Linked DNA regions of Pelodiscus sinensis: region 2 is linked to region 1. A link is a contact called in public Hi-C data. All regions are on one chromosome and are shown on one strand. The core of a region is the stretch at or near the end of the contact, and the rest is flanking DNA. Distances in the headings are between cores, read along the strand shown.

Evidence for each region. A called contact is a pair of places that touch in the nucleus more often than the background predicts.
Region 2: a contact with region 1 is called in a Hi-C map of blood, with 4 times the contacts expected there. The contact joins the promoter of PWP1 here to the promoter of RTCB in region 1. A contact is called at or near these places in 3 of 5 Hi-C or Micro-C datasets (blood, liver and an unstated tissue).

Annotation. Positions count from the first base shown.
Region 1 is chr1:95,861,518-95,867,000 of ASM4963464v1, reverse strand. It overlaps RTCB (RNA 2',3'-cyclic phosphate and 5'-OH ligase), which reads right to left and starts at 2,447. Exons shown (of 12, transcript XM_075938283.1): 1 at 2,158-2,447; 2 at 187-265. The coding sequence starts at 2,250. It overlaps BPIFC (BPI fold containing family C), which reads right to left. Exons shown (of 18, transcript XM_006137975.3): 18 at 4,110-5,453. The coding sequence ends at 5,412.
Region 2 is chr1:96,005,154-96,010,636 of ASM4963464v1, reverse strand. PWP1 (PWP1 homolog, endonuclein) reads left to right here and starts at 3,287. Exons shown (of 15, transcript XM_075938363.1): 1 at 3,287-3,462; 2 at 3,580-3,638. The coding sequence starts at 3,397. LOC142830833 (a long non-coding RNA gene) reads right to left here and starts at 2,992. Exons shown (of 2, transcript XR_012906356.1): 1 at 2,812-2,992; 2 at 1-122.

The DNA.
Region 1 (5,483 bases), core at 1,198-3,697:
CTGGATATGTGAGTAATCTTTACTACACATTTTCAATGTTTTCTTAGACGCATACAAGCCACACTAATTCAGCGTAAAAGGCTTTTTTTTTTTTAGGAGATGAGAATGAAAGAAGTGATATACAGGAAGCAAGCATTTGAAATTTAATGAAAAACAAACAAGAAGAGGGGATCTTCCTATGCTTACCGCCACCTCTGCAGGCATTTCGTAACTCCTCAAACATTAATTTCTCTAGTGGCTCATTTACATAAAATACTCCTTCCACCTAGAAGCAAACATAAGAACGAGAAAACACAAAATAATGCATCATTACTACTCTTACAAAAACCTGCCAGAAGCAGGATTATATAACAGAATAGGTTACAAAGTGTATTTTTTTTTGTTATTTTCTTGCCACTGTTTATTTAGAAGCATATTTGCTTATCTTTCTGGTAGGGCTTAAGACCCACTAGTCACTTTCAAAAGACATACACTTTGTGCCAAGAAGTTTACAATCCCAATGCTCAATCCTGCAAACAAACAGACCATGTCTATATACACAGTGCTCCAGCTGCACCAGCACAGCATGTCTCGTGAAAATGCACTATGCCAGTGGTGCGCAACCCGTGGGTCATGACGCCCAAGGCTGTCTTCCTGGAGCAAGGGGGTCACAGCGCCGGGCCGGCTGCCATTTTGTTTTCCTGGCTTGGCGCTCAACATACGTGCAGCGGGGGCAGGAGGAGTGGCAGGGGAGCGGACCAGCACTTTAAATTAAAGGGGCTGCAACAAAATGTTCCCAGCGCCTTTTTTTTTTGCTCAACCAAAATTTTTCCAGCCCTGGGGGTTGCAAATTAAAAAAGGTTGAGCACCATTGCACTACGCTGACAGGAGAGAAATCACCTCTACCATTGGCAGAAGCTACATCAGGAGATGAAGCTCTCCTGCTGACCTAACACTATGCACACAGGCACTTGTGTTAATATAACTTATGTGGCTCAGAGGGTGTTTTTTCATAATCAAGTGCATAGGCGACTGGTGCCTGGAGGGGAAGGGGTGCAGGAGGGCCACCCAAAAGGGGGGGGAGGGACTAGAGGCGCATCCATTTAGCCCTTTGAGTTTTGACAGGGGTGGGGTGGCAGTGCTACCTCCTGAGGGCTACCACAAGTCACATATGCTCAAGTGACATAAATTATACCGACATAAGCTGTAGCATAGTGTGCAACTAGACTACAGGGTTTTGTCGACAAAAGTATACCTGTGTCTACACTACCGCCGAGTTGGGCAGTTTTGTCGACAGCGGTAAACCTCATTCTATGAGGAATAATGCCTTTTGTCAACAGAGTTCTGTCAACAGAAGGCGTTATTGCATCTACACTGTCCTTTGCGTCTACACTGTCATGTCGACAAAGTGACTTGCTTTGTCGACAGATCTGGATGCAGTCTAGACGCTCTTTGTCAGCAGAAGTTTTGTCGACAAAAGCCTGTAGTCTAGGTGTACCCATAGAGACTAGGCCCAGAACCGCTGACATGCATTAACACTTTCACTATCGGGATCCAAAGCCAGAGTGACGTTAGGAAGAACAGAGACGGGGCACATGTAGCCAAGGTGAGGCTGGGGCCCGCCCTGGGGTTCCTAATCCGAAACACGTGTCCAGCTATGGAAGTGCAGCTTCTCTTCGGGGCATTAGCCCCGCCCCCAGGATGTCTTTCTCTGAAGTTTATTTTAATAGGGCCGGATTCACGGGCTTAGAGAACCGTTAAGGATGAAAAATATCCCAGCCGCGCGCTCTCCTCCAGCGAGAGCCCCCTGGGGGGGGGGGAGGGTGTCCAATTCCAAGGCCCCCTCCCCCGCCAGCGCCTTGCTGTTCCCTGCCCGGCTCCCCCTCGGGTGGGGCAGGAGCTTCCCCGCGAGCCGCTGAGCGGAGGTATCGCCCCGACGCCGCTTTGCCCGAGCGGACGCGGGGGGGGGGTCTGGTCCCAGGCCGCAGCTCCCCGAGGCGGGTCACGCGGACAGCGACAGGCCGCGCACCCCCCCTTCCCGCGCCTCCTCGCGCCGCAGGGGCGCCAACGGCCGGTCCCACAGCTGCGGGGAGGGGGTGTCTCGGGGCAGCCCCGCCCCCCCAGCTCGCGCGCTGAACGGTCACTGCCGAGCGCGAGACCCCCGCCCCTCGCGCTCACGTTCATGTTGGGCACGAAGCCCTTCTTGATCCTCCAGGAGTTCTTGGTGAGCTTGTCCAGGTACTGCAGCTCGTCATTGTAGCTGCGGCTCATGGCGGCGGCCCTGCTGACTCCGTGTCACACACACCGCTGGGGGTTCCCTCACGGCGCCGGCCAGGAAGGATGCCACGGAGGCCGCCGAGGCTCACTCTCGATCAGAAGGCGAAACGCCAGCGAATAGGTGGGGAGGCGTTAAGGCCGTTGGACAGGAGCCGCCGAGGCTCATATTTCGTGCGTTCAGGCCGGAGCCTTGCGCGGCGCCCGCCCCGCGGTGCGCTGCAGCGCCCCCTGGTGGGGCTCTGAGCCGTCGGGAGAGCGGTAGCGGCGCCGGCGCGCGGCAGGAGGCTCCCTGGCACAACCCCACGGCGCGCGCGGCCGTGCAGGGCGCAGTGCTGGGGCTGCCGCCGGGTTCCTGCAGAGACTGGGCAGGCCGGGGGCTGTGGGGTGGGAGCAGGGGCAGCCCTCGCAGGCCTGTTGGGACCGAGCCCTGGTGCCCCCTAGAGCTCGCCCGGCCCCTCACACGAGCGCCGCAGCGGGGTGAAGTGCACGATGCTCGGAAGCTGCTGCCTCCTCCCTGAGTCCCGCTTCTCTTTTCCCCCCGTCCCCCGAGTCCTGCAGTGAGGCTGCCGCGCCACCCAGCGGACATTAACGATGCCACCACGCCCAGGGCTGTTGGCTGGGGCGTCTCAGTCACAGCTGGCGGATAGTTTTCACTGGCAAAACATTTCCTGCTGAAAAATGGGGTTTTGTCAAATGCAGGTTGTTGGTGTAAAAAACAAGGAGTAGTCCTGTAGCTCCTTAGCAACCAACAAAAATACATGTATAGTAGCATGAGCTTTTGTGGGCAAAATGCACTTCTTCAGATGAGCCCACGGGGTGGTTTTGTTTTCTGCTCGACAAGAGGGGGGTACAGTGAGGGAGGCTGTGTCTAGACTGGCAAGTTTTTCCGCAAAATCATCTGATTTTGCGGAAAAACTTGCCAGCTGTTGTGGGAGAAAAATTAAATAACTTCAATTGTGTCTAAAGGGGGGAACTGTGCAGAAATTATAACTTTCTAAAAGAAAACTGCTGTAAGGGTTAAAAAGTTTTTCAGGCCTTTCTCCCTGTAACAGAGAGAAATTAAATTAGCTTTAATCAAAGACCCTTACAAATAACTATCTTAAATTTATGGATACTTCTAGTCTGTTACAATTTGTTATGTAAACCCTTATTTTTGTCACAGTTTGCCTTGTAGACTCCTCCACTCAAGTTCTTATGTGGCTTTGTGTACTGTAAAAACTTACTTTTAGCACTCCTGGGGTAAACAGAAGTCTTAGAGTACTTCTGCTAAGACTTTGATATGTTAAAGAAGAACAATCCACAACTGAACTGTCTAAGCATTCTGTATATAGAATACCTGAATCTGTCTGTCAGGGCGGCTGCTTCACTCTTGGAAGTGACAGCCTGCATGCATGCATCATAAAGTTTTCCCTTCTAGGTTTCTCTCCTGCCTCACTGATTTCACCTCCGGCCTCGGACCCTTCTGGGGGCTCTGTACCCCAGGGGAGCGACATTTCCCCCTCACTGTCTACACTGGCCGCTTGAATTTCCAGAAAAGCACTGACGATCTCATGTAAAATCATCAGTGCTTTTCCGGAAATACTATGCTGCTCTCGTTCAGGAAATGGAGATTGGGGCTTTTTTGCAGAAAACCGCGTCTAGATTGGCCATGGACGCTTTTCCGCAAAAAGTGCTTTTGCGGAAAAGCATCTTGCCAATCTAGACGCGATTTTTCTGAAAATGCTTTTAACGGAAAACTTTTCCGTTAAAAGCATTTTCGGAAAATCATGCCAGTGTAGACGTAGCCTGAAAGTTTGCCTTTTTTGGAATTAGGAACTTTTGAAAGGAAATGAAAACATATGTTTCATTTCTCAAATACTTTTTTTTATTGTCAAGTTTTTATTCTCTCCCCTTTCAATAGACCCTTTTTGTCACTGCAAGCTGAACAGTGAAAGGGGGACACTAGGAACTATTTAAGAAGGAATGAGAAGGTGGGTATCATTAGGAGTAATTGAATGAGTCATTAAAAAATTACCTCACTCTTGAGATACTGTGGAGTAGTTTCTCAAGAAAAGTTTATTGTAGCTGCACAGCTTGGCACATGTAAAACTTACGGTGACAGTACTAACAAAATAATAATTACTAAAGAATAATTCTGTATTAAAGAATAAATCTGTACCATTAGGGGCATGAAGTAGATTAATGAGTCCTTTTCAGCTCTAAGTTCTAGAGCAGTGTTTCTTAACTTTTTTCCTAAAGAACCCCCTTTCTGAAAAAAAAAATTATAAGTATCCCCAGTACCTACAGTTTTCAGACATACACAATTTTTTCTACAGTTACAAGACATTTGTTAAAACAACTTAATCATAGCTGGGCGGATGATGAAATTTTTGGGTGTAAAAAGTACAAAAATAATAAAGCGCTGTAAAACTTAAAACAAAAATTCAGTTTTCTCCAAATTTCAGTTGTGTTGACATATCTCCCAGACTTCTCTCAAGTACCCCTAAGGGTACTCATACTACTAGTTGAGAAACACTGTTCTAGAGTACCCTCTTAGACTAACAAAGGCATCAGGATAGTCCCCATCTTGAAATACCGTTAAGGAGTGCCAGGGCACTTTGTTCCTTCCATCAAACTCTGATGAAATCCTTTCACAAAGAACTTTTAGTCCTCATAGGCACCAAGAGAGTTTTCAGATCGAAGCACTTGATACTTCCCACTTCATATTCAAACACAACAGATGCAGTCAGTTGGAAACAGAAAAATAAGTTTATGCTACAGCAAAACCATTACAAGAGCAGCTGCCCTCAGCTGTGTTTGCAGTTTGCTGGCATACATCCTTCCTTTTCTCAAAAGAGTATTGTGCCCTCTATGAAGTGTATAAAAAGGCTTTACTTAAACAGAGATATACTTTAACCTTTAAAACTAGTAGCTTTGGCAATACCTGCAAACTCCTGAATGACAAATACTTCCCCTACCAAATATGTAATATGTTTTTACATGATTCTCTGTTGGATACATGTTATAAATAGTCCCTCTTTACCAAAATCATAGCATAAATTTAAAAACTTTGCTCTTTTTTTTTTAAGTTGAAAAGCAAAGGGACAGAGTGGTTCAGTCTTCAGGATCGTGTTGTTGGTTAGGAACTTCCTGATCATTCAAATATGCTCTCTTCCTTAGAGGTTGTAGTCAATATCAGTGGAAATGAGCAGGTAACCCTGAGGAGAGAAGAATATTCATAAAAGTGC
Region 2 (5,483 bases), core at 2,038-4,537, 140 kb before region 1:
CTGTCAAACACTTATATTTTATTATGTGAAATACTCCTTACCTTAACCTCATTTAAACATTTTCCCATGCTTGTAGTTCCCAGCCATGACTGCAGCTTATTTTAATAAAGGCCATATTCTTACTTTGTTTCAATTGATATTTTCCCATCATATGATAATTTAATGAGATATGGTAGAATTCCATCATTTGGAAGGGAAAAAGGAAAACAAACATTTCTATGAGTTAGTTGTGCAATTATGGAATTTTATTTCCTGCACTTTCTCTGAAGCATCTGATACAGGCCACTGGACAGATCCATGGTGTTAATTTAATTTTTGTTCCTGGGAAAGTGTTATTAGAGAGGACATACCTTAGGAACACCTTTATTATTTACTAAGCACAGTGTAATTCACTCGGTGTTCAGGAGGGAAAATAGTTGATACCTTTCCAAACAGTTTATTACTTAGATCAGACACAAGCAGTATAGTTTAGACACACACAATGATACAGAGGCTGACATTCATATTTTGAAACAGTGCAAGGTGGTTGTTTTTGTTCATTTAGCCCCCAATTTTGATGGATTTGCTCAGTAACTTTGCCCCGGATCCCTTTCCCCCCCTGACCTTTTTTTTCCCCTCAACAAAAAATCTTTGGTGTTCCCCATAAAAAAAATTGTTTGGTGTTCCTCAGTCTTAAAAAGTTTAAGAAACACTACTCCAGAACAAAAGTGTGAGAAGTCCAGAGACATGAGGAGGCCAGCATGATGAACATCAGTCAGGGCCGGTTCGAGCCATTCCTGCACCCCGGGCAACGGGCACACGATGCATGTGCGGCTCCACCCCCCAGGTACACTTCACATCTTACAGTTGCAATTGGGCACATGGAGCCTGATTGCAGCCCTAAGGGGTGCCATGCGGCCTTTGGCCCCGGGCATGTGGCGCCTGATGGCAGCTTTAAGGTGCACCGCGCGCGGTACCCTTTACAGCTGCCATCAGGCGCCCCACATAGGTTGGCACCCTGGGAAGCTGCCCAGCTAGCCCCCCCTCAATCCGGCCCTGACATCAGAAGAACTGGGAAGCTATAACTTAGTGTAGAAGATAAGGGACTTGAGGTGAGTGAGCTGGTCAGATCTACTAATGAGAGAGATGAACAGTGTTTTTGCTGATAGCTGGCAGCAGGCTGACGTGAGACCCTAGGGCTATGTCTACACTGCCCGCAAAAAGGTAGAAAGTATGCTAATGAAGTGCTTATTAGTAACTTCTTGCACTTCATTTGCATAATCTCAGCCCAAGCAAGGCTTTTTGCACAAGAAGGTTTTGTACAAAAACTAGCAGTGTAGACGCTCATTAGCAACTTCTCATTAGCAACTGTTTTGCGCTCATTAGCAACTTCTCATGCTTTATTTGCATAATCTCTGCCCGAGGCTTTTTGTGCAAGAGGCTTTTTGTGCAAAAACAGTGTAAGCGGATCCATTTTGTGCAAAAACCCTTTTGCGCATGCTCTCTATACCTCCTTTTTTGAAGCATAAGGATCTTGCGCAAAAGGGGTTTTTTGCGCAAAACGGATCCGTCTACACTGCTAGTTTTTGTACAAAACCTTCTTGTGCAAAAAGCCTTGGGCTGAGATTATGCAAATGAAGTGCAAGAAAGTTACTAATAAGCACTTCATTAGCATACTCTCTGCAGGCAAAAGCCAGCAGTGTAGACAGCCTGAGAGAATTAGAAGAAGCAGACAATCAGAGACCTGGTTAAAGCTCATAGGTGTTGTATGCTTCTTACAGGTTAAATGGAAGAAACAATTAAATGAGTGAGATAGCCAGACATGATAGAGGCCACTACCGAAAACAATAGAGACATATAGCAAAGCCTGATCAGAAGCTAAGCCATGTGAGGCTCTCCTATTCCAAACTCTGAGGCTAGGCAATAGTTTGGCAATCAGTAGTATAAGAAGCAGACTGGAAGAAATGTAGTTTGCAAGTGGCTCTGAAGAAGCAGAGGGACAGAACTCAGGGCACAGGATTGCTGGATGGCAGACTTCGCTAGGCCCTGGACAACGTAGGGGAACTTGGTTCCTGGACCTCACAAAAGGGGTAGGGCCTTGGACAGAAGAGACAGGGCTATAGGTGGTAGAGGTGGGGCTAGTGGCTATCCTCCCCCCCTCCCCCAATCAGGGATGTTAAATAATCGGTTAATTGAATAGTCAATTAACCTTATGAATTCCTATTACTTGACTATTCTATAGTCCCGATGGGGTGGGGGCCCCTAGCCAGTGCACTTTGGCCCCACTCCCGAGGGGACCCCTGCCAGAGGCAGCAGCGTGGACTGTCAGGTGGGAGCTGATCTGTAAGGGGAGCCAGTTTAAAAGCCAGCTCCCCTCACGGACTGGCTGTCACAGGGGAGCTGAGCTGAGCTGAGCTGAGCTCCTGGAGCCAGCACAAGCCAGAACTGAGCCAGGCTGTCTGCCTGCTTCCTAATACACTTTGAAGGCAGAGCCACAGTGGAGGTAAGTCCTGGACCTGGCCGGAGCCCACCTGCTGAAAAATTTTCTGGGGTGGGGGGGCAGGGAATGCGTCTCTCTATTGCATTAGCCAATAAGCTTTTGCTTATCAGTTAATCGACTATGCTATTGCAGCCCTACTCCACACCAGCCGGTCAGCACTGCCCAGCCTGAGTCACCCGAAGCTCCAGCCGCTGTTGCTGCCACGGCAGGAGTCCAGAGCCCTTTTAAATCACTGGGCCCTGAGCCACCTTTAAATTAGCTCCCCCCCCCCATCCCCACAGAGGGCGGGCCTGGATCCTGTGAGCAAGGAGACTGCTGCAGCTCGCGCCTACCGGATTCAGACACACAAGCCGCTAGACTCAGGCTGTGTCCGCAGGCGGGACACGCTCGCCTCAGCGCATCGCTCCTCCCGCTGGAAACCACCTGGCGCGGCCCTGAACGCCGGTTAACAGCTCCGCTCAAACGGCCGGCACGGGACAGATGCGCGCGCGCAGCGCTCAGCCTGGCGCCCTGCACCAGACCCCGCCCCGCCGCGGAAAGGACAAACACCGCTCCCGCCCTGCGCGGGCGCAGCCAGCACCTTCCCTCGCCCCTCCCCCACGTCCCTGCCCCCTGCCCCACCCCTTGGCCACGCCCACTAGCTTCCGGACCCTCTGGCCCTGCCCCCCCTCATTGGCTGAGCTCCCTCCCTCTCCTGCTCGGGTTGGGGTCCTCAGATTCTGACCCGCCCCTGCCTTCCAGGCCTCGGCTCGGGCGCTTGGTGATGACCTCACGCGGCTCGTCTTCCCCTCCTCCCCTGGCCCCGAGCAGTTGTCAAGTTTGCAGCTACGTCATCAGGAACGCGACCGTTCGTGCCGCGGCGTTCGCGGCAGCGTGCGAGTCCAGAGTAGCCGGCGGCACGTGCTGCGGCCGGAGCCATGAGCGGCCCCGTGACTTGCGCCACCTGGGTGCGCAAGGCGGTTGCCAAGGAAACGCCCGACAAGGTGAGACCCCCCCCCCCTCGAGCTGGAAAACGTGCCTTTTCCTCCGCCACCCCCCCCCCTTCCCTCCCGCTGCGGCGCGCTCCCGGCTGCTGGATCTCAGCCTGTCTCCCCTTCCAGGTGCGGCTCAGCGCCGAGGAGCTGAAGCGGCTCATTGGGGAGGCCGCGGAGACGCTGCGGTGAGTGTCCGCCTGCCTGGCGGGGGGAGACTCTCCCCCACCCCCCGTGTGGCCCAGGGTACGCACTGAACAGCCCCTGGCCTGGAGGGGCTTTAATCACGGGCGTGCTGGGGGAGGGGCTCTGCCCTAACGGGGGCTGGATCCTGCCCGTTGGCAGCGAGGACTTAGTCTGCACTGGCATTTTACAGCCCTGTGACTTTCTGGCTCAAGGGTGTGAAAAACACCCACCCCCTCCAACACTTCCTCCCCTCCCCCAGTGCAGCCCGTTACAGTGTTGTGAAACACCAGTGTGAACCAGGCTACAGTGCTGGGACCGAGCTCCCAGCGCTGTTAGCTACTCCCATTGCATAGGTGGTTTACAGAGAGTGCTGTGAGAGCTCTCTCCCAGCACTTGTGCCCTGGCCACACTGAGTTTTAAGCACTTCCCTGCTTTAAACTGTTAAGTGTAGACAAAGCCACTGTTCTTTGGGAAAGAATCCTAGAGTGTCTCAGCATAACAGCAGTAGCCGAATGTCTCCCCCAAATATACGTAGTAGGGATGTTAAATTTAGATTAATTGGCTAATTGAATAGTCGATGTAATGTGCATCAACTATTCAGTTAATCAATAAGGATGTAGCAACAGCCCCAGGTGAAAGTGCTGCAGGGAGCATGGAGTCAACAGGTGACTCAGTCAGTCTGACTCTGTGCATCCTGTGGTGTTTCAAAGCAGCAGCACCGCATGGAGCCCAGGGTCCACGTGGTACTGACCCTTTCAAGCCCTCTCCCCACTCTCTTGTTGCCTCTTTCTGATAGAGGCAGCGGAGGTGGGGGGGAAAGTGACTAATTGACTAGCTGGTCACATCCCTAATAGGTGAGATCTGGGTGCCAGAGCCCCAGATTAACTGCAGTGTATAGCCATGGCCTTGAACCAGCTTTATATGAGTTATGAGTCTAGGAAATAGGTCAATTACTCATCTATACTTGCCACTAGTAAGGAATGTTGTCAGCTTTTGCAATTAGGCAAGATTCTAAGCTTCCATGTTTAAAAAGAGTGAGTTTCTAGCCCTGCTGGTTATGGAGTAAAATTTGAATGTTGACCACTAAAGCCAGGAGTGAGGAACCTAAGGCTGGATGAGGCCCCTGGATTGCCTGGATCTGGCCTCTGGGGTTTGGGGGGTCCTCCCCAGTATTGGGGAGCTCACACTAGTGCTCCAGCTCCCCCACCTTACCATTGTGGAGCTAGAGCACACAAAATCTACTAGCCGCCTCCTCCCTCTCTTTCTCTCTCCCCCTCCCCCCCCCCCCCGGCCCCTGGTGTGGGAAATGTCTTTCTCATTATCGGGTTTAGTTTTTCTTTTTTACTTTTCACTTGTGTGTGGCCTCCCCCACCCCGGACTGATTTTTCTGTGGGTCAGCAGCCCCCAACCCAAAAAAGGTTCGCTAAAGAATCTCAGACTTAGTTTTAATGTCGTGATTTTAAGTAGGGATGTGATAGTATACATAGTTAAACGGTTAACTGATGAGCTTGACTCACGGTTACACACAAGCACCTCCCCCCAGCTATCAGCGGCCTCTGTATCCGAAGGGGGACAGGTGATTCTGTGGAAGCCTCAGGCAGCAGCGTGGGGGCGGGGGCAGGCAGGTGGCTCTGCGTGAGCCGATATGCACACGGAATGTCCCACGGACTGCCGTCTCCCCCTCCCTCCCTCCACGTGTGAATGTGTAACCCCTGAAAATGTCCATGGTTGCAGGTTTACCAAAAGAACCCACATTTTAACATCCCTAATTTTAAGCCCATCTCATGAGTTTTAGATGCTTGATTCATGAGTTTTGAATGTTTGGAATTGTCACTGTTGCAGACATG